4 separate regions of the Mus musculus genome follow, and all the other regions are linked to region 4. The links are chromatin contacts, called in public Hi-C, HiChIP or PLAC-seq and promoter capture Hi-C maps. All regions are on one chromosome and are shown on one strand. The core of a region is the stretch at or near the end of the contact, and the rest is flanking DNA. Distances in the headings are between cores, read along the strand shown. Region 1 overlaps Crygn (crystallin, gamma N). Region 2 holds the start of 1700096K18Rik (RIKEN cDNA 1700096K18 gene). Region 3 has its middle 31 kb from the start of Gm42234. Region 4 holds the start of Galnt11 (polypeptide N-acetylgalactosaminyltransferase 11).

The links. Hi-C and Micro-C count contacts between places; a contact is called where the count stands out from the background. HiChIP or PLAC-seq counts read pairs in DNA pulled down with a chosen protein or histone mark. Capture Hi-C pulls out chosen DNA fragments and counts their contacts.
Region 1: a Hi-C map of CD4 T cells shows a contact between it and region 4, with 4 times the contacts expected there. The contact joins the enhancer-like site here to the promoter of Galnt11 in region 4. A contact is called at or near these places in 2 of 484 Hi-C or Micro-C datasets (CD4 T cells and the HPC-7 cell line) and 1 of 9 other capture datasets (adipose tissue).
Region 2: a promoter capture Hi-C map of liver shows a contact between it and region 4, with 2.1 times the contacts expected there. The contact joins the promoter of 1700096K18Rik here to the promoter of Galnt11 in region 4. A contact is called at or near these places in 5 of 39 promoter capture datasets (the C10 cell line, cranial neural crest, hippocampal neurons and 2 more), 3 of 484 Hi-C or Micro-C datasets (natural killer cells, pre-B cells and spermatogonial stem cells), 2 of 115 datasets of contacts at active chromatin or transcription factors (embryonic stem cells and memory CD8 T cells) and 2 of 9 other capture datasets (adipose tissue and liver).
Region 3: a contact with region 4 is called in an H3K27ac HiChIP or PLAC-seq map of embryonic stem cells, with 2.8 times the contacts expected there. The contact joins the enhancer-like site here to the promoter of Galnt11 in region 4. A contact is called at or near these places in 1 of 39 promoter capture datasets (neural stem cells), 3 of 115 datasets of contacts at active chromatin or transcription factors (all in embryonic stem cells) and 2 of 9 other capture datasets (embryonic stem cells and liver).

What each region holds. Positions count from the first base shown.
Region 1 is chr5:24,748,925-24,754,416 of GRCm38.p6, reverse strand. Crygn (crystallin, gamma N) reads left to right here. Exons shown (of 4, transcript NM_153076.3): 3 at 138-283; 4 at 3,228-3,415. The coding sequence ends at 3,363. Among named protein-coding and RNA genes, the nearest start is that of Gm33591, 5.4 kb to the left of the region's middle. Within about 2 kb of position 3,551, at least 295 of the 459 cell types and tissues checked have an H3K27ac peak or open chromatin away from gene starts, as enhancers often do. A contact at or near this core is called in the HPC-7 cell line and adipose tissue, where this site is marked.
Region 2 is chr5:25,527,471-25,532,591 of GRCm38.p6, reverse strand. It overlaps 1700096K18Rik (RIKEN cDNA 1700096K18 gene), which reads right to left and starts at 2,574. Exons shown (of 1, transcript NR_027388.1): 1 at 1,126-2,574.
Region 3 is chr5:25,668,572-25,673,782 of GRCm38.p6, reverse strand. No RefSeq gene overlaps it. Among named protein-coding and RNA genes, the nearest start is that of Gm42234, 31 kb to the right of the region's middle. Within about 2 kb of position 2,467, at least 15 of the 459 cell types and tissues checked have an H3K27ac peak or open chromatin away from gene starts, as enhancers often do. A contact at or near this core is called in embryonic stem cells, where this site is marked.
Region 4 is chr5:25,221,334-25,226,578 of GRCm38.p6, reverse strand. It overlaps Galnt11 (polypeptide N-acetylgalactosaminyltransferase 11), which reads right to left and starts at 3,707. Exons shown (of 12, transcript NM_144908.4): 1 at 3,548-3,707.

The sequences.
Region 1 (5,492 bases), core at 2,302-4,801, 470 kb after region 4:
TGTGTGTGTGTGTGTTGGGATGGGGAGAACTCACTGTTTCTCCAGTCTAGCCCAGGGCCAGGAGTCTCCCACTTTCCTTTCCACCCATGCATGGGGGAGACTTGAAATACTGCTTTTCTTCCCCACCTGTCCTGGAGCATGGAGAGCATTTCCGCATAGACATCTTCGAGGGCTGCAACTTCACGGGCCAGTGCCTAGAGTTCGTGGAGGACTGCCCCTTCCTGCAGAGCCGGGGCTGGGCCAAGAGCTGTGTCAACGCCATCAAGGTGTATGGGGACGGAGCGTGAGTACAGCTGGGGCTTCCAGACAGGCTTGGTAGGGTGGATAGCCATCAGACCCTGTGGGTGACTCACGAGAACCCCAGCTTCCTGGGGTGCCAACTTACACAGCAGCGTCACCTGCTCAGAGAAGGTCCATCTTCTCAGCTCGGATAACCCTGGGCCTGGGCCTCTCTGCCTGGTGGCTTACAGCCCACACCAACTTGTTGGAGATGGGCTTCAAGGGGCTCTCCTAGGATGGATGAGAGTGTCTGGGAATTGTGCCTGTCTTCGCTAGTCCAAGGCATCTGTCAGACCCGGTGCTTGCCTTGTGGGGCAGCTTCCTGGCGCACCTGCCCATTGTACACATGCAGGCGCCCCTCACCTGGGGTTTCTCCTGCCCTCGCCTGAACTATCTGCCTGTGCACACACAGATGGGGCTCAACACTCAACACTCTCTTCCCATCTTCCCTGCCCATTCTGGAGAAGCCATCACCATTTTATAGAAGCACAAACTGACTGCAGTCAACTCCAGAGCCTTTCTTTCCACAGCAGAAGCCCTGCTGGGACTGCAGCCTAGGGGAGCCCCTTCTACCCTAGAGCTGGGTACCCTTCAACCTCCCCCCGCCCCCAGCAGAAGAGCCCCACAGGATCCCAGCTTCCCTGCACAGGGTTGGTGTGGGGAATCAGCTCCCATGGAATTTCTGAGGTTCAGGATCAAACCCTTCGGGGAGGGGGTCAAGGAAAGGATGAAGGGAGACAAAATGTGCTCAAAGCAGAGCCCTAGCTACCATCTTACCTGACCCCCTCCCCCAAGCAGATGATACCCGAGAGTCCAGGGGTAGGAGTCCAAAACAATTTGCCTTGAGAAATTCCCAGGCTAAGTTGTGTCTCATGAGATCAGAGGCATACTTTTGTATGGGAGATGTCAGGAGACCCAAGACAGAATCCTCCTAGCAACCCTGGGAGCCTGAGGGAGGGAAGGCAGGAGTGGACACTGGATGGAAGAGAATATAATCTCCACTTTCCAGGGAGGAGCCAGTCTCAGTGGCCAGGAGGTTGAGGCCAAGATGATGGATCCAGAGTGTTCTTATCTTTGATAACCTTAACTCTTATGTGATATAAGTCTTGTGCAGAAGTAGCTTCGAAAACGGTGATGCCCTGGGTCCCTGGTGCCCTTTCTGGGATCCGGCCAGCAGTAAAGCAGGGCTCCTCAACCACCTCCCTGTGCCAAGAGTGTTGTTCCTTGTGGGTTCCATGTCAGCTCAGGAGTGAACGGTCCCTCATACCTGTGTCCTAGGAGGCATGTCAGGAAAAGCAGGGACATCCCCCAACACTCCAACAGACTGAGCGCCCCCCCCTCTAAATTTTAAAAATGATTTTTATTTCCATACATTTGTCTTACTTGCATGCATGTCTGTGCATCACATGCATGCCCGGTGGGGTCAGAAGCAGGCATTAAATTTCCTGGACCTGGAGTTACAGACAGTTGAGAGCTGCAGTGTGGGTGCTGAGAAGCAAACCTGGCTCTGGACAAGCAGCCAGTGCTCTTATCTGCTGAGCCGCCTCCCCAGAGACCCCTTCTCTGTTGCTTTCCTCTAAGAGTTGCAGCTAGGTGAGCAAGGATGCGCAGGATTAGCTGTCACACCAGCCAGGTCCCTTTTCCTTTCAGAATGTCCACAAGAGCTCCAAGATGGCTCAGGGCAGTACAGAATAGAGACTGGCTCACTCTCTTGGAGACTCTAGCTATGTGGTGGAAGGCTGTGGTTGTAAGGAAGTGATCTGCTCGTCCCTAGCATGACACCCCCCCACACACACACCCCTTAGTTTCCAATCCCTGACCCTACTGTCAGATTGTACCATTTACCAGTTGAGGGGTCAAGATGATGAAGGGAGGGGCCTACGATGACTTGGAGTGGAAGAGCTAAGGGCTAAGGAAAAGGAAGTGAGCTATGTGACCTTTAGTTTCTCCCTCTCCCCCTCCCCCTCCCCCTCTCTCTCGGCTGAGCTGTCTGCAAGCAGAAAGGCAAGGACACTCCCTGGGAGGGAATTTGAGAAGTTTGGGACTGAGTAGGAACTGCCTAGGCACATCGCGGGAGGGAGGTTCCCCGAGAAGAGAGGTCAGAGTAATACTACAACCTGGATCTCAGCCATCTCCTCAAGAGGCCGTGAGCACCCGAGCACGCCCGAGGGAGTCCTGCCCCAGAGAAAAGCTGTTTTCTACTCTAGTGAAAGAGGGGGAGGGGAGAGCCCGAGGTAAAGACAGAGACAGCCCTCTGGTGCAGGCAGGCCTGGCGGCTCCTCCTCCCCGACTTCCTAGCTCCCTTAGGCCAGCCTCCAAACCTGAGCCCCAAGTGAGAGCGTCCACACGACGACTCTCCCTGGGTCCCACATTTACACCTCTATACTTATTAAGAACCTTTTCCTTATGCCTGTTCCCAGGAAGAGACCACCCATCCGATCTTCCCAGTTAATCTTCCTGATTCCCTGGTCCACTGGGTTGTAAAGGACAGGGGCCTGGTACACACCTTCCCCCCAAATCCCCCAACACAAGGGCGCTCTTGTCAGACCTCCTGTCCTGCCAGCTCCAGATCCTCTGTACAACGCAGGCAGCACAGCCCACTTGTACTAGAGCACAGGCACCGCCACGGCTGTTGGCTGAGTGGATACACAGTGGGAACGGTCCCCAGTTTGTGTCAGGCGTCCTGTCAAGAGCTGGGTACTCTGTGCAAAAATGGCCCTTTGGTGGGTGACTGGGCATAGTGCATCCCCAGTCGCTCTCGCTTTTGTCATGGGATGGTCAATTACTGGGCAGTCCCCATCTTGTCGAACCCCAGCACCAAGCCCGAATCAGATATCGTCAATCAAGGTAGTGAGGAGCTAGGACCGAGGGGCGGGGGCGGGGCCGGGGCCGGGGAAGCGTCCTCGTGTGGTTCCCTCCGGGTGACTCGCCCTTCCTCTGCCCTTCAGGTGGGTCCTCTATGAGGAGCCAAACTACCGCGGCCGCATGTACGTGTTGGAGAGAGGAGACTACCGCTGCTTCTCCGACTGGGGGGCCCACAGCGCACGCGTGCAGTCGCTCCGCCGGGTGCTCAACTTCTTCTAGTCCCAACTGCGTACGTGCGACCCACGGAGGCAATAAATATCCAGAAAGCGGAGTGCTGGCGGGCCTCGGAGTGCTTTCTAGGCCTCTCACCGGCTGGCGGGCCCCAACCCGGCAGGGGGAAGGAAGCCTGCTGGAGCAAGGAAGCCAACTAACTCCCTCCCCCGCCAAAGCCTAGCCAGAGCAGCAGCCGCCTCGGGGCCCAAGGCCACACGAGGGCGCCCGCGAGCAGGACGCAGGCAGGCTGTTTTCTCCTGCTAGGGGGCCACGCCCGAGAGGAGGGGCGAGGTGGCGGGGGTGGGGGTGGGAGGAGGATGAAAAATGGGGATGGGAAAGGGGGTGAAGGTGAAGGGCGGGGTGGGGGAGAAGAGGAAGCTTGCTTGCTGGGAAGCGGTGGGGGCGAGAAGAAGAGGGGCGGGGCAGGAGGAAAGAGGCGTGGGGGAGCTGGGGGTGGGGGAGAGGAAGGCCAGGGGAAGGGAGGGGCTGGCTAAGAGGAAGAGTCCTGGCTGATTTGGGAGGGAGAGGCCAGGTGATAGAGAAGGGCGGAGTCATGCCCCTGGAATCCGGGGAATGGAGACCTGGAAGAAGCTATCAGGGTCCTGAGGCACTAGACAACGACTGTCCCTGCAGGATATCACTCAGCCTCCGCCTTTGCGCGGCTCCCGGAGCAACTCTATAGAGCTTCCCTGTCATCAGATCTTTTCCAAGACATTCGGTCCGCCTTGGGGCTGGGCGTAAATCTGGAGAACACGTTTCCGGGAATGGAAGACCGGAGGAGACCCCTGCAGTGGGGTTTCTGATAAAGGGGTCCACATCCTCGAATGCCAACGTTGTTCCCCATTGAGAGAGGAAAGGCTCCTTGAGGGGGGTTGTCCAGATAAGATGGCGGCTCAGGTTATTTCCCTGCCCCTGCCTGTAGACCCTGGTCCTCCCTGACCAGTGTCTCCCACCTCTCCTGCCTCATTTCCTCCTCTACCTCCCTACACCGAAGGAAATGAGAAAAAGAATATCATTAAAAATCACTGCGTTCACACAGGTGATGCTGTCACCAGGGGCTAGGCAGAGGGCAAAGATGAATGACTCAGGGCCCTGGGTCACCCCAGGACAGTAGAGGATTGTTCTAGGTAGAGCTACGTTAAGCAGCCTCTGGGTAGAGAGCACAGGCGTATCCTCTGCCATATGAGTCCCCAGGGCTTGCTGACTCTACTGCATTCCACCAGAAGCCACTAAAGCTCAGAAAACTGACAGCTCCCAAGGGACCCTCCATCCCCTTGAGGCTTAGGCCAAGGACCCCTTGGGAAGGGAGTCTGTTTCGAGTCAACCCTGCGTGTTGCTCAGGAACAGGAGCAGACCCCTTTGTGGGAGAGTTGCAGCCAGCTTGCTTCCATGAGTGAGTAAGGCCTTCCTGGAGGAAGACAGGGCCCTGTCTGTCCTTCCTTCTCCTCCATAACCATCCACTCCAGCCCCTAACACATCAGAGGAGGGCAGAATCCAGCTGGCCCTGGCTAAGGGTCTCACACTCTTTTGCTTACTGTGAATAGCATTACTATGGGTGTTTATTGAGCGCTGACTTTATACCAGGCTCTTCAGTAGATATAATTCATGCAGTTTTACTTGATCTATACAGAGACACCCGTGCTTCTTATCACCCCTGGACAAATGAGATGGTTAGACTAAGACAGCTAAGTAACTTGCTTGGTATGACATAGCAAGCAGGATTCAGACCCATTGCCCCTACACTGAAACACATTTGCATATATTAGGATATTTGACTTGAGCTTGGGAGAAAACCAAAAGTCCTGTTCTTTGTGAAATAATGCAAACCTATCTGTTACACGCACCCTACATATGTGAAAGCGCAAGCCAGCTGTGGTGACTCAAGCCCCCCCCCCCCCCTAAGCAGAGGCAGGTAGATCACTGCAAGTTCAAGGCCAACTTGATCTACATAGCAAGTTCCAGGCCAGCCAGGAGTGAGGCCCTGTCTAAAAAAAGCCAACACCAAACACAACTAAAGAAGCCCAGCGACCTGTGAGAGGACAGTTGTTGCAGCATGGCAGTTTGCATGCAGCCATGGAGCTGTGCTCCCAACGTGAAGTGAAGCGCTTTATGATGTGTGTGTCAGTCAGTGACCA
Region 2 (5,121 bases), core at 1,325-3,824, 310 kb before region 4:
ACAAAAGGACTGTGCTGGAGAAGGCCCGGAGGGGCTCTGCGTTCTGGAGTGGCGCTGCTTGGGCCAGCTGCTTGCTGGGTGAGGGCTGCTGGTGTTACATTTGAGGAAAACTGCGACAGGATATGTTTGGCACTTCCCCCGACGGGATCCCAGCTGCCATGAGTGCTGCCCAGGAGTCTCATATGCATGCACGAGGTGAAGCGTTCAGCTTCCCCCGGCGGTAATCTTGTACCTAGCAATTGGGAGGCAGCAGACTTGGGCAATGAAGAAAGAAAACAAGAGTTCTTGAGACTTATGGGTGCAGAAAAGAACACACTGGTCATCTTGTTATAGGAGATCACAAATTAACATCTCACTTCTGATCAGGGGAAGAAGGCAAGAAAAGTCATGAAGAGCTGGAGAGAGTACCAGCAGAGCATGGACAGCAAGTTGTCAGAAGTTTAACATGACTTCCTATTGTAATACCTATGGGATAAGTCATAAGTTGTAATACCAATGGGATAAGTCCATGACAGGAGTTCATACTCATGTTTTTGACACTGTTGACTTTGCTTATTGCTAATATCAAGGTGTATTTTTTTTTTGTTGAAGGAAGAAAACCTTTGTAGTTGTATAGTCTGCTTAATATTAACTGACAGTAAAGAATGACCAGCGCACTGCGCATGGGCAAGTTCTGGGTTCTATTCCCAAGGAGATGGAAGAATTAAACAGCCTTCAATGGGAAAAGACTTCAAAATCTTGGAAATTAAAAACAAAAGGGAGGTGTGGCCAGGAGGCTGTCTCCTGGGTTAAGAGTGCTTGCTGCTTCTTCCAAGGACCCAAGATCACTTCCCAGTACCAAAAGCTGGCGTACAACCTTTTGGAATTAACCCAAGCTCCAGGGATCCACGACTTTCTTCTGGCCTCAGTGGACAGTTACATATAGGTAATGTAAAAACAGAGACGTGCTGGGCGTGGTGGCGCACGCCTTTAATCCCAGCACTTGGGAGGCAGAGGCAGGTGGATTTCTGAGTTCGAGGCCAGCCTGGTCTACAAAGTGAGTTCCAGGACAGCTAGGGCTATACAGAGAAACCCTGTCTCGAAAAACCAAAAAAAAAAAAAAAAAAAAAAAAAAAACCAGAGACGTATAAAGACAATTTTTAATGCTGGTGGCAGTGTTGTACACCTTTAATCCCAGGAATAGAGGGGCAGAGGAATCTCTGAAATTTCAGTCAATGTGATCTATACAGGTGAGTTCCAGGCTATCTAAGGATACATGAGACCCTGTCACAGGGTGGAAATGCGTTCCATTCCTAGGTAAAAGAATAGCATGCCCACAAGTTGTCCTCTAACCTTAATGCTCTCACAGAAAAATAAAATCATACACAAACATTTTTATATATTTAAAGGCAAAGAATTCTTAACCAAATTGACTAAAGATAGGAACAGTAATTCCCTCTGGAAAATTAGCTGGCTGTAAAAAATGAGTTATAATGAAAAGACAATAACCTCACTATAAAGGCCTGTCTTGAATTTTAATTTTTTACAAGATTGGACTTCCAGTTCCTAGTAATGTACATGGTAATAAACATGAAGAAGCATTATTCAAATGTAAATGCTAATTGTTTTTATGTTTAATTTAAGCACTATTTTTTTTTTGTTTGTTTTGGTTTTTTTGAGACAGGGTTTCTCTTTTAACCATGGCTGTCCTGGAACTCACTCTGTAGACCAGGATGGCCTCAAGCACTATTTTTTTAACCAGACTTAAAATTAATAGAAGCGAAAGAATCTTCAGAGTGGGAGGGGCTTCAAGAAAGAACGACAAAAAGGCTATACAGGCTATTTTAAATGTACAAAATTTATATCTGTGTATACTGCAAATAATGTGCCTTCCAAAAAGGCTAAAATGTAAAGGCAAAACAAATTATTTCACTGATGAACCACTCATTTGGTAATGTCTTTCTTTACATTTGGGTTTTTTTTTTTAAAAATCTAGAGATACTGAATAGAAGTATTCACAAAATATCCATTGGTTAGAGTACGGTGTTCGAACGAAAATGAAAGGTTTGTAACCGGTCGTTTCGCTGTAGTACTGTAAGAAAGCTTTTAAATAATTAGTGCAGAATTCCAGCGTAGTATTGCAACCCAGCGTCTGTGGCCATGTCACCTTTAAGTGTGTGCAGTTTGGAAGAGCAGAGTTAGTTGGGTATTGTTAAAACAGCGTCGTTGTGTCGTGCGGGGACGTTCTCATCTTCTGAATGAGCGAGAGGGAGAAGGGCCCCGCCGTGGTCCCCTAAGCAGTGAGGCTCTGGGCGAATAATCGCACGGGATGCTGCGTGACAGTGGCTGGACGCCCGCGCCATTGTGAGGTCGGCGGCGCGGATCCGAACCTGTATTACTTCTCGGTGAGGCGGACTTGCGGGCCCTTGGACCGAGGTCAGCTCCGAGTGGAGAACAGGTAACTCAGGGGCCGGATCCCTCCGCGACAAGTAGTGCGCTGTGCGCTTTCCCGAGCCCACGGCGGGCGCCGGAGATCGCGGACCTGGCTCCCGGAGGATCGGCGGGCACTGGCCCGAAGGCTAGGAGACCTTCGGCAGCCCGAAGGCTGGAGCGGGCCGGCGAACGGCAGGTGTCCGCCCCGCCCCCACCCCCGCGGGCAGGAAGAGGAAGCGGTGCGGCCCGGCCCCGGGGCCACCCGCAGGGCCTCGCGGGGCGGGGGCGCCGGAGCTACAAGAAGCGCGTGACCTAGTTCGTCCCGAAGTGGACTTGACAGGTTGTCATCGCGGCTCCCCGCCCCCACTGTCTTCCGGGTCTGGCTCCTCCCCCACCCTCGAGCTCCCACTGGCCTCGCCCAAGCTGTACTCCCTGCCATTGGCTTCAAACCAGGGGCCACGCCCCAACCCAGCTCGCCCTGCCATTGGCCACGCGTCCCAGGCCGCTCTCCCAGTCATTGGCTTCGTCCCAGAGGCCCCGCCCCCAGTCTTGCTGGTCCTCGGGTTGGCCTTGCAGCGCCCCTCTTTCGGCTCGTCCTCCTATTGGCCCCTCGCGCCAGGCGCCTTGCCTCCTATGGTCCGCGGTGGATTCCAGCTGGTCACTGTTGAGTTTGTTCCCGTGGGCATTCCGGTTTCTGTCGGCTTCCCTCCCTCTTTGCTGCGTTTCTTCCTGCTTTCTTTGGGTCTGGGAGCCCGGGCCTCGATACCTGGTCCCGGTCCCAAACTCAATGTAGCAGCGATCTACATTTGCCTCTGTACCCCGCCGCACCCCGCCCCTTTCAACTCCTTCTTCCCCAGCCCCCACGCACACCGCCTTCATTCCCTCACACCTCTCCTTAAATTCGGCTGAGTGGAACAGACTTCATTTCGAAATCAGGGAGAGGGGTTAAGTGATAAACGTCAATATCAATATTAGCTGGTTTTGGTTCCAGAAAGGAACTGGACGGCCCAGATCATTCAAACATTTTGTTGTTGATGGTGGTGGGGGTAGTGCTTTTCTTTGGGTGTGTCTTAGGTTTGGAGGTTTCTTCAAACAGGATCTCACCTCTCCCTTTGTATCTCTGACTGGTTTGGAACTCGCTAGTTCCTTGGTACGGGGTTTGACTGCAGAAGCCAGAGAGGGCGGCCGCTGGGTTCCTGGAGCCGCTGGTTGTGGGCCACCTAACTTGGGGGCTCCTCTGCAGAAGGTTTCATCTCTCCACCCTGGGATTGAATTTTTTTAATTAATTTTCATTTTATGTGCATTGGTGTTTTGCCTGCCTGTATGTCTGTGTAAGGATGTTAGATTCCAGTCGGAGTTACAGTCGCAAGCTACCTTGTGGGTGCTCGGAATTGAACTAAAGTCCTCTGGAAGAGCCAGAGCTGTGAACCTGAGTCATCTTTGCAGTCCCAGGACTTAGTTCCTAAAGTGACCAAATTTGTTACTCCAAAAATAATAGGCTGCCTTTCCTGAGTAGCAGTCAAATTTCCATTGTTTATGCAATATTGACATTTAAAATTTACATGTGTACTTTCTATAATTGAGCTAGCTTTTTTAAATCGTTTTAGAGAATAGAAATAAGCTGGGCAGTGGTGGCTCATGCCTTTAATCTCAGCTCATGAGAGGCAGAGGCAGGCGCATTTCTTAGTTTGAGGCCAGCCTGGTCTACAAGAGTGAGTTCCAGGACAGCCAGGGCTACACTGAGAAACCAAGGGGTGGGGGGGAGGGGGAGGGGAGAGAGAAGAAATAAACTGATAAAACTGCACAGTGCAATGTAGTCTCCAAGAGAAATTTAGTTGAAATTTGAAACTGGCCTAGCCTTTGCTGGTGAGCAGAGGAAGGGTTACAGATCCCAGGCCTGTCAGGGCTGTGCATTGAAACCCTGTCTTCTGGGGGTTGTCTTAATCCCCACTGTGGTAATTCTGGTACTCTCCGCATTTGGGATTTGGGGGCAGGAAGAATTCAAGGCCAGCCTCATGGGGAGTTCAAGGTCAGTATGAGCTATTTGAAACCAGCTCAAAAACAAAACAGCTGTTGAGTGTGGTGGTCTTGCCTGAGATCCCAGTGCTGGGGAGGCTGGAGTAAAATCAGGAGTTCAAGGCCAGCCTGGGCCACAGAAGACCCTGACCCACTTACTCTGCCACTCCCTCTCCACACCCATGACTTTTTCAAAATTACTAAAGTAGATGATCTTGTGTGCATGCAGGTCAGGCTCCGCAGATTGCCCTGTCAGGCTCATTAAGGCATTCCAGTTGACAGAAGTGGCCTTTTAGGTTGCATCCCGAGGTCTGCAGAGCTCCGGGATCCTGGCTGGGGGAGGCCCAGCTCTGTAGGTGCCTAGCTTGCGCAGTCCAGGCACACTGAGAACCTTCCCTCAGGGCTTCCCATTTCCAACTTTGCACTTGAGGCTTCGGGGCTTGTGTGTGGAGCTGCATCTCTTCTGACTTCTCAGGCCAGCCTTCAGTGTCAGCTGATCTGAAATGGGTCCTTTCCCTGCCCCCAACCAGGTACTTTCTGTCCTCTCCCAGTTACTTCCTTCAAAGCATGCTGCACCATCTGAAGCCTTCTTGTTTACTTAAAATGGCTGGTTCCCCTTCTCCCTCCAAGCTGGGCTCTTTCTATTTGCTAGGGCAGGTTTAGCAAATGCTTAGTGGATAAACAAATGCTTCC
Region 3 (5,211 bases), core at 1,218-3,717, 450 kb before region 4:
GAGAGTTGCCTTAGTGGTTAATAATACTTGCTCTTGCAAAAGACCTGGATTCAATTCTCAAAACCACAGATGCCATCTATAACTCCAGTTCTAGGGATCCAAAACTCTCTTCTGGCCTCTGGGCACTGCATTCATGTGATGACAGACATGCATGCAGGCAAAACACCCATACACATAAAATTGAAAATAAATAATTAGCTGGGCATGGTGACACATGCTTTTAATCCCAACACTCAGGAGGCTGAGGAAGCCGGATCCCTATTAGTTTGAGGTCAGCCATGGTGTAGACCAGTTCCAAGACAGCCACGGCTTCATAGTAAGATCCTATCTCAAATAAATAGGAAAATCCCCACAAAATTATTGCTTCATAGTAAGACCCTATCTCAAATAAATAAATAAATAAATAAATAAATAGGAAAATCCCCACAAAATTATTCTTTTACCCTTACTTCGACTTTTGCTTCTAAGCCAGGTTGCTGTTAAACAGGAGCAAAACATGCTACTGGTACAATATGCCTAGCTGTTCTAAATCTCTACTTCTTTATTTTCCCTCTTTCACTATTGGATATTTATTCTGTTGGCAATCTAGAAAAGGACGGGCCAGAGAGCTTTGCTTGATAGTTTTAGATAATCCATCTGCCAGCAGCGTTGGTTAGGCCTTCCCCCTATAGGAAGAGCACGCCCCAGAGGGCATAATGAACCAGGACGATATGGGGAGTGAGGAGCACACCTCCATGTCATTTTCAGCTAGCATTCCTCCTGGCCAAAGCCATGAGGGAGGGTGAGGCAGTGAGACTAACTCACTAGCATCTCCCCAGGGAAGCAGAGGAAGTTCCCATGCCTTGATCAGCTAAGCAGCGTCCAAGTGTGGATGGCTTTCTTTATGTGGTGGCTAATGCCTGCGTGGGACAGTGACAGATCTAGACCTCAGACCCAAATCCCAGATACCCCAAACTCACAAGAAAACATTTCTAAAGGAGCGACCCATGAGAGCGACTGTCTCCCTCAGGACTGAAAATCATGGGCTCTATGATTTTCTTTAACTTAGTCTACTGAGCTGTTCAAGGCTGAATCCCGGCACTTGAGAGGTAGAGGCAAGAGGCCTCAGGTACAGAGCAAGTTCAAGGCCAGCCTCAGCTATCTGAGACCCTAACTCAATAAACAAAACTAAATAAACGGCCTGGCTCAAATCCTTCATGTCCTTTGAGGCCTCTCTGATCCTCCTTGACAGAGCTAACGCCTGCAAACTTAACAGTATCCTCCATTTGAGACTTGTGTACTCACTTGGCTAACCTCCCAGTTAGTTCCAAGAGAACTAGTTTTCAATCCTATACTTTTATAGCTTCCACCGAGTTTGTTGCTTTGTTGCATAGGAGGCTCTCAGTCAGTCGTGGCTGTTGGCTGGAGAGTTAGGAAGCAGATTGTTTCTGGCCAGCGACACTGTTCGATTGCCCTGAGATCACGAGGGTGGGGTTCTCCGTGTACGCGCACGCGTGCACGTGCGCAAGCCGCAGTTTTCAGCCGTCCACGCCCACAATTGTCGTGTGTTCCCCCCCCCCCTCCCCCCGTGCTCAATGTTGTGCTCAGCTTTGTAGCTGCATGTGTTTAGCAGAGCGCTTCTGGAACTATTCTAAATGTTCAATGTGCCATTTAAATTGGACTCATCTAATGAAGAGCAGGGTGCGGAGAGAGAGAACAAACCTGGTTTCGTATGAGAACATGCATTTCACATTTGGGTGAGTGAGAGGCTTATTAAAGCAACATGTCCTACTCTTCATGCTAAAATCTAATAAGGTCTATTAAATTAAAGTATTAGAGGCGGGGCTATGACTCAGTGCTGGAGCACTTGCCCGGTGTGCTGGGGGCCCTGGGTTCTATCCTCCAGGGAAGCTGGCACGGCGGTGCGTGGTGGGCGGCACACCGCGGAACTTCAGCACTGAAGGACAAGTCCAACACGATATCTGGGACCACTTCCTCTCTCCAGGCTAGCCTGTCTAGAAACTAAGTTATAGAAACTAAGGGTAAAATACACATCTTCGTATATGTAACACGTGTCTTGGAACCTGGCTCAGAAGAATATAATAAATAGCCCTTGACTGAGTAGTTAAAGTCGCTGTGACCTAACACAGATCAGAAGGGATTGCTTTGCTATGTGACCGTAAATCCCGATCCAGATACTTCCTAGGACAAAGTACTCATGACCACGTGGGCACTTGGGGTTCAGGTCTTGCTGTTTTGCAGCAGTAGTCCTAAGCTCAGTGGCTGTGCAAATGAGCCCGGGTTCCTGCTCAAATGCACACGGCTTAGCTTCACACCCAGGACCTGGGACTATGCCTTTCTTCCAGGCTCCTGGACGGTGCTCTGGAATTAGTCTGATGGCTCCTAAAGATTCCACGGGCAATGTGGTGCCCCAGACTCTGAGGCTGCTCTGTGATCTATTCTAGAGATGCCTCTTTGTTTCTGTACTAGCCCACAGAGCTGCTATTTTACCATGCAAAATAGGACTCAGCCACCTTCCTTTAGAACAATGAGGTATTGTAATGGACAAGCAGATCGCCATTAGAAAAGGGATTCTTAGGTTCTCTGCAGAAACAAATTCACCTCATTTGAAATGAGTCAAACAAGGGGCTGGAGACTCTGCTCTTGCAGAAGACCCAAGTTTGGCAATGAGTACTCATACTCACTTGGGAAGGCTCATCATGGCCACCTGTTAACTCCAGCTCCAGGAGCTCCAACGCCCTCTTCTGGCCTCTGCCAGCACCTGTACACATGTGTACATACCACACGTGCTCATCCATAATTAAAAATAAAAAAGAAACTAGTCAAACCAGTAAGCATCGCTTTTTTATCCTCACTTCACAGACAAGGGTTCCCAGGGCCTTTGGAATACTTCACTGCATTTCTGCAGCAAGAAACGTTCTCCTTTCTGAAGTTTGCAAATGTAAAGGTAATTCAGATCCTACATGTGAGAGCTAAACCTAAACACACCATGTTATGGAGAACACTTGGCCACATGAAGTAGGCAGTGTTCTCTCAGATGTTGAAAAGCCACATCATACGGCTTGGTAGGGTGGTGCGCACCTTTAATCACAGTGTTCCGGAGACAGAAGCAGGCAGATCTCTGAGCTTGAGGCAAGCCTGGTCTACAGAGTTAGTTCCAAGCCATCACGCGCTACTACATGATAAGACCCTGTCTCAATCAAGAAAACACAATTGACCTCAGGAAAGGGCTAGAGTGTATAGGTTAGAAAGACCAGCACAGGGGCTCTATGTGCTATGGGGAAGCCCTCATCCCTGCTGGGTAAAGACTGCAGTGTGACTCACAGACACCCAGAAATGACCCTCCACCTATGCTTCATTAGGAAGCCGAGTGAATTCATTGGTTGCCCAGAATGAATTTTGGGGAGGTATGGGGGACCTGGGAAGGAATTTTTGTAACACTTGTCTTCAGTTAAACGTCGAGGAGTGCTGTGCCAGGATTTAAAATGTTGAGTTTTGAAGTTGCCCTCTAGGTAGGAAGAATGAACCCCTTTAAGCATGTCCAACATTCCTCTCCCCACACCTCTGTGTGTGTGTGTGTGTGTGTGTGTGTGTGTGTGTGTGTGTGTTCCTGTGGTGAGGTGCACCTGTGTGTGGTGGAGGCAAGAACTCATTTGTGTATATGTTTTCCCTAAGAGAAAAGCAGGGTCTCTCGCTTGGACTCACTATTTAGCCTGGGCTGCCTGGCTAGAGAGACATCCTCTATCTCTGCCTCCAATGCTGGAATTATAATCGCACACTACCTTGCCCAGCTTTTTAATAAGAGTTCTAGGATCTGAATTCAGGTCCTCTACATCCTTGGCCCCAACCAATTTGTTATACAAGGTATTCCACTGTAGTCCAAGCTGGCCTGAAACTTACTGTGTGGCCCTGTCTTGCCTCAGATTTGTGGCGATCATCCTGCCTCAGCCTCTCAAGGACCTGTGTGTGTGTGTACATGGTGTGTATGTGTGTACATGTATATAAATGGTGTGTGTACGTGTGTATACATGGTGAGAAAGAGAGAAGCATGTGTACATGGTGTGTATGTGCGCACATGTATATAGATGGTGTGTGTACGTGTGTATACATGGTGAGAAAAGAGGAGCATGTGTACATGATGTGTGTGTGTATGTGTGCATTCCTGTGTGCATGTGGCAGCATACATGCCATAGCACTTGTGTGCAGATCCAAGGACAACCTTCCATCTTGTTTGAGATAGGTTGTTTTCAAGCTGGCCCCAGATCTTCTGAGGAATCTCCTTCTCAGACTCCCATCTCCCCACAGCAGCACTGGGATTACAAATGCTCTTCCCTCGGCTTCTCTGTGGGCTCTCGAGATTAGAACGCAGGTCCCACACTTACACAGCAAGAGCCTTTATTCACTGAGCTGTCCCCTGCTGGTCCCTCCTGTAATATTGTTTATCATCAGTGCTTCAGTCTGGTGTCACTTGTCCTCACAGGGTGGGTGGAGCATTTTCAAATCTAGAATCCTATTTACTGCAAAGGAAAGCATGGCTTTTGGTTGTTGTTTTCATTTCTTTTTGTATGTGCATGAGTGTTCTACCTGCATGTGTGTATATGCATATATATGTTGTGTGTGTGTGTGTGTGTGTGTGTGTGTGTATGTGTTTGTATGCATATATGTGCCATGTTTGTGCCTGGTGAGAGAAGAGGTTGTCAGATTCCCTGGAACTGGAGTTAAGGATGGCTGTGAGCAACAATGTGGATGCTCGCAATGGAACTTTGGCCCTCTGCCCCAGCCACAAGTGCTCCTAACCACCAAGCCATCACTCTAGTCTGAAACCATGGCTTTTAAGAAGATTCTGTGTTCATTAGATAAAACTACAAGACTTGATAAGGAAACTGGAATCAGTGCTGAGCAAAAAAATAGTTAGGGAGTGTGCCCCACCACGGAGAGTGAGAGAATAGTTAGGGAGCTGTGCCCCCCAAGGAAAGTGAAAGGCTGGGAGCCCTTCAGCCCCCTGAGTTACCCTGCCTCACTGCCAGAGCTCTGAGATGCAGGGGCTTCCTGTAAAGCGAGGTCCATGGTTTCTGAACTCTGAGGTTCTGGGTGTTCAGAATTCGCCCACACTAACTGCGAAACTAAAGCACAAGAGCAGACATAGTAAGTCTAAGCAGCCCATCCTGTGCCACCCGCTTGCTTTTCCTTCACCACTCAAGCCTAGATCCT
Region 4 (5,245 bases), core at 2,458-4,957:
TACACCTGCACCAGACTCTTTCCTTGTACCCCTCCCATACCCATTTCTTGAGAATAGACATTGTTTAGATCTGGAAATCCCCTACTCCCCCCTTCTCCTTTCCCCCCTGAGGGCTTATAAAAACTGGGACCCCTTCCCCTCGAGGTCGACTCCTCTACCCCTGCGTGGGATATGAGTCGTCCCCAAAGCTCTGGCTTTCCCCAAATAAAGCCTCATGTGGTTTGCATCAAGCTTGGTCTCTTGTGAGTTCTTGGGGGTCCGCTATTATCCCGAGGCCTGAGCGAGGGGCTCCTCTCGGGGTCTTTCAAACACAGTAAAGCATATATAGTCCCTCTCATATTTCTTGTAATTGCACGTGAGTCTACAATTACTACAAAACAAAATCCTTAATTAAAAAAAAAAAGTTGCATGAACATTTACTTCCTAAAATGCTAGCATTAAAAAAGTCCCACCTACCTTCTCAGTAAGGAACTGCTAATGAATTTTGCATTGCCCTAAGAATTCTTGAACATAACTGTGTGTATGCACATGTGTGTACATAGGGGCACATTCCCCTGGCTCCACCTCTCTGAAGACCTCTGAATAACACAGCAGCCTTTTAAAATATCATGAGTAGGTTCAGGGATTTGGTAAAATGAAGCAGATTACCCAAACATTTTTATTTTAGATTTACTTTTATTTTTAATTATACACATACACACACACACACACACACACACACACACACACACGGTCTGCAGAGTCCAGAGGTGTCTGACCCACAAGCAGTGTCAAGTCACCAACATGGGTACTGGGAATTGAACTAGGTTTCTCTGCAAGAACACCACTTCCTCTTAACCACTGAGCCATATTCCTAGCCTCACCTGAAAGACTTACAGGTCAGTGAATTGTAAGGGCTTTAAAGCTAGTGGAAGTTTAATTGTAGGAAAACAGACTGGAGCTCTGCCACTAAGAATAAACGTGTCAGGAATGAACTGGACTTGGTAGTTCACATTTACAACCCCAGCACTTGGGAAGCTGTAGCAGGAAGAATGTGACAACAGTTCGGGCCAGCCTGGGCTACAGAGTGAGACCCTATTGGGAAGTGGGATGAAAATCGCTAGCTAGTGTCTTTATGCAATTCTACTACCCAGCTTAGGGAAGAAGTCCTGACAGCTGTGTACAAAACGGTTTAGGATAGAGGGAGAAAATGTTTAGAATCAAGGAGTTAATGACAACAATCACAAGGAGAAGCCATCTTGGCTTGACCTTGGGCTGTGAAACTGAGTGGGGAAGGTAAAACAAAGACCAACTAACTACCTATACTGGTCAGCATGAATGGCGTCACCTAAGGAAGAAGAGGCTATAGCACCAAGCTTTCAAGTCTTGATGACCCAGAACAAGGGTCAGAGGTGAGCTGGTACATTGAAGATAGGGCAATGCCTTCACATTGGAACCCAGGCTTCACACAGAAACTTAAGACACACGGGAACTGTAGCTGAAGCTACAGAGAAACCAATGCAGAGCAGGTTTACGTAACAAAGGAAGAGCAGGTGCAGAGAACAGATACTGAACAGATCCTCTGGGACACTGGGAACTTTGGAGAAGAACCTAGGAAAAGACTTCCGAAGGGTTCCAAGGATGGAACACAGGGCCCCCAATGGAGGAGCTAGAGAAATTACCCAAGGAGCTAAAGAGATCTGCAACCCTATAGGTGGAACAACATTATGAACTAACCAGTACCCTGGAGCTCTTGTCTTTAGCTGCATATGTATCAAAAGATGACCTAAGCGGCCATCACTGGAAAAAGAGGCCCGTTGGACTTGCAAACTTTATATGCCCCAGTAGAGGGGAATGCCAGGGCCAAAAAGGGGGAGTGGGTGGGTATGGGGGACTTTTGGGATAGCATTGGAAATGTAAATGAGCTAAATACCTAGTAAAAAATTAAAAAAAAAAAAAGAAGAAGGGTTCCAAGGTACATCCAGAAGATGTGCTGACAAGCAATATGAAAGGCCATAAAGGTCACTGGAGACCAAGCCAGACAAGTGGAGCCATCAGACTCAGCAGTCAGTGCTTTTCAAACACGAACTAAGCAATTCAAACCTTCCATAGACATTCCAAAGACAGAAAGCAGAGAAACTATTTGCCAGGATTCTCTAGAGTAACAGAAATTATAGAATGGATTTCTCCATATAGAGAGAGGGGGGATTTATTAGAGTACTCCCGCAAGTCCAACAATGGCCGTCTACTGATGTCAAGTCCAAGAATCTAGTTGCTCATCCACAAAGCTGGAAGTCTCGGCTGTTCTTCAGCATACACTGGAATCCAGCATACAAACAGGCTCTAATGCCAGTGAAGGAATATGGACTTTCAAGTATGGGTGAGAGCAAGCAGGCAAAGAGGGGGCTTCCTTATTCCATAGCCTTTGTAAAGGCTGCCAGCAGAAGGTGTGGCCTTAGATTAAAGGTGGATCTTCCCACCTCAAAGATACAGATTAGAAATGCTCTCCCCACTTCAAATGATTTAATTCAGCAAAAATCTCTCACAGTTGTGTCTAGCCATTTTTGGTTGTCAAGTTGACAACCAAGAATAGCCTCAAACAGATACAGATAAAGGAAAGACCATGGATTCCAATTCAAATGAAGTATCTAAACCAGGTAAACTGAGAGACTGAAGAAGAGCAGGAGTCCCTGCCCTATGTTATAATGTCTGTCCTGAGTGATTGATTTTGGAAATATATGGCACTGCCTGTTAAGACAACACTGTGAATGTACCCGATGCCATTCAACTATACTAGTAAAATAATCAATAAACTTCATGTTAATTATACTTCACAAGAAAAATAGTAATATAAAATTGTTAAGAAACCTGGCAAGAAACAGCACAGAAATGTTAGAGATTTGATTCCAGGGCCATCAAATGAAAACTATAGACTACGGTATGGTGACATTTCAGTTGCAGAGCTCCGTGGCAGGCACATGCTGAGGGTAAGAAAGGCTTACTTCCTGTTTTTCTTAAAGCATTATTTCAAATAAAAGAAGAAATAAGTTTGAAGTAACTGTTTTGTTGGGCCCACGGACTAGAAAGCGTCTCCAGGGTCTCATTTTTTGTTTGAAGATAAGCAACCAACCAACATGATGGCTCTCAAAGTAAAAGGACAAGATCTGACAGACAGGTGGCGGGTCTTCCTATATTTATATTTAAAGCACTAGTTTGGGGTGTACGAAAACCATAAAAGGTAATTTTTTTAACAAGCATACTGCAAAGAAACATGCATCCTTTCTGTCTTCCAGCCTCCTGTACCGACGCGGTCTAAATCCTGACCGTAATAACAGCAATAAAGATAAAATCGGTATTTTTTTCTAGTAAATCACAACACTGGCTGGAGGTTACGGCCACCGAGAGAACGGCCATGCGCAGTACCCATCACTGCTGTTGAATCCGGAAGCAGCTCTGGCCTCCCAGGCCACCAAGCCTGCTCCAGCAGCCGCGTCCCTTCAGGCCGCAGCCCACGCTCAGGCGCCGACGTAGGCCGCGCGGGGTCAAGCGCCGCGGGCCGGCTACTCACCGCGACACCCGCAGGCCGGGATAGCGGCGCTCCAGGGCACGGGCTGCGGCATCTCCGCTCCCGCCACAGCCCGGGCCGAGCCGCACGAGCCGCGGCGCGCGACGCGGCCCACGACACGCAGCCTTGCGGAGCCCTCGCGTCACGGCACGCGTCACCGCACGCACGCCCTCGCCTCCGAGGATGACGTCACCGCCCGCGGCCTGGCGTCACGAGGCCCGGGCTCCTCCCCGCCCAGTGTGGAGCTGAGCTCTGTCCCATAGGGCCTTAGTGAAGTTCACTCCAGAGAGAAGCTTAGATGAGGGGACGACTTTTTCTTGGAGAGAATGTGAGGAAATTTAGCAGATCAAACAGAATGGTAAGGTTTTGGTAGTTGGTCCATTAATGCTGCTTTACATTGACGGGTATCTATATTAATCCTGTTATCTCACCATGCTATTCAGCCAAGACTTTTTTTTTTTAAATCCGTGATGTCTGGTAGAGCAATGGGACATATGTAAGGAGAAAATTCTGCGTCCCTTATTTTTAAGAAAGCAGCATCTCCTGAACCAATAAATTGTTCTAGCTAGCATTAACCCAGGATACTTCCCTCCTGCATTAACTGGCTGTGGTGACCGACTTTGACTTGAAATGCCCCACTGGGGCTTATGTGGAGCTTGGTGCCTGCTGGTGGTGCAATTGCCAAAGATTGTAGAAACTTTTTGGAGGTGGGGGTCAATCTAGAGGGAGAAGGATCAGGGATGTCCGAGGGTCTTACCTGGTCCAATTGTCCAAGTCTCCTTCTGGCTTCCTGCCCATCATGAAGTAAATAACCTACCCCATATACTGCTGTCATCCTGATGTTCTGCTCAAATGCGATGGCCAAGCAACCATGCAATAAACCCTCAGTAACCATGAACCAAAATAACTCTTTTCCCTTTAAGTTGTCAACACAGTGGCACAAAATTAACTCATATGTGGCCCTGCCAAATACTTACTAGTATTGTGAGGCTGTAGGATGCTCTGTGAGGTTACCTAGGTCTATCCTTAAGGCTGAAATCCTGATGGCCCTTATCTGTGTCCTTCCATGGCCATTGCCCTCAGTCAAACAGTTGCTGCTCAATGCCAAAGAAAGCATTTTTCATAGTTCCCATTCTTGTCCACACAGCATCTTAACGGGAACTCATGGTTGTTTAAGGGATGACTCTCTCACGAGAGGGCAATAGAACAGAAGCATTGTCATGCCATAACCATGTGTCTGCTATTGTTCCTGTATGTGTGACAACGTTCCTGACAGAAACTACTTAAGGGTTTATTTTGGCCACAGTGTGAGGTACAGCCTCTGCTGTGGTGGGTAAGCCATGGCAAGCAGAGGTCTAAGGTAGCCTGTGACACTTCACCCTCAGGAGGCCCAGAGAGGCTGGTGCTCATCTTACAACCTGGTTTGTTTTGTTTTTTTGTTTTGTTTTGTTTTTTTCTTTTTATTTGATCCCTGCTCCATGGCCACCCACATTCCAGGTAGGTTTTCCTTACTCAGCTAAACCTCTCAGGAAACCACAAAGACATGGCCAGAGCAAGGCAGTGCTGCCACACACCTTTTATCTCAGCACTGGGAAGGACAGCAGAGACAAGTGGATATGAGTTTGGGGCCAACCTGATCTACAGAGCTAGTTACAGGACAGCCAAGGCTACACAGATTAGCCCTGTCTCAAAAACAAACAA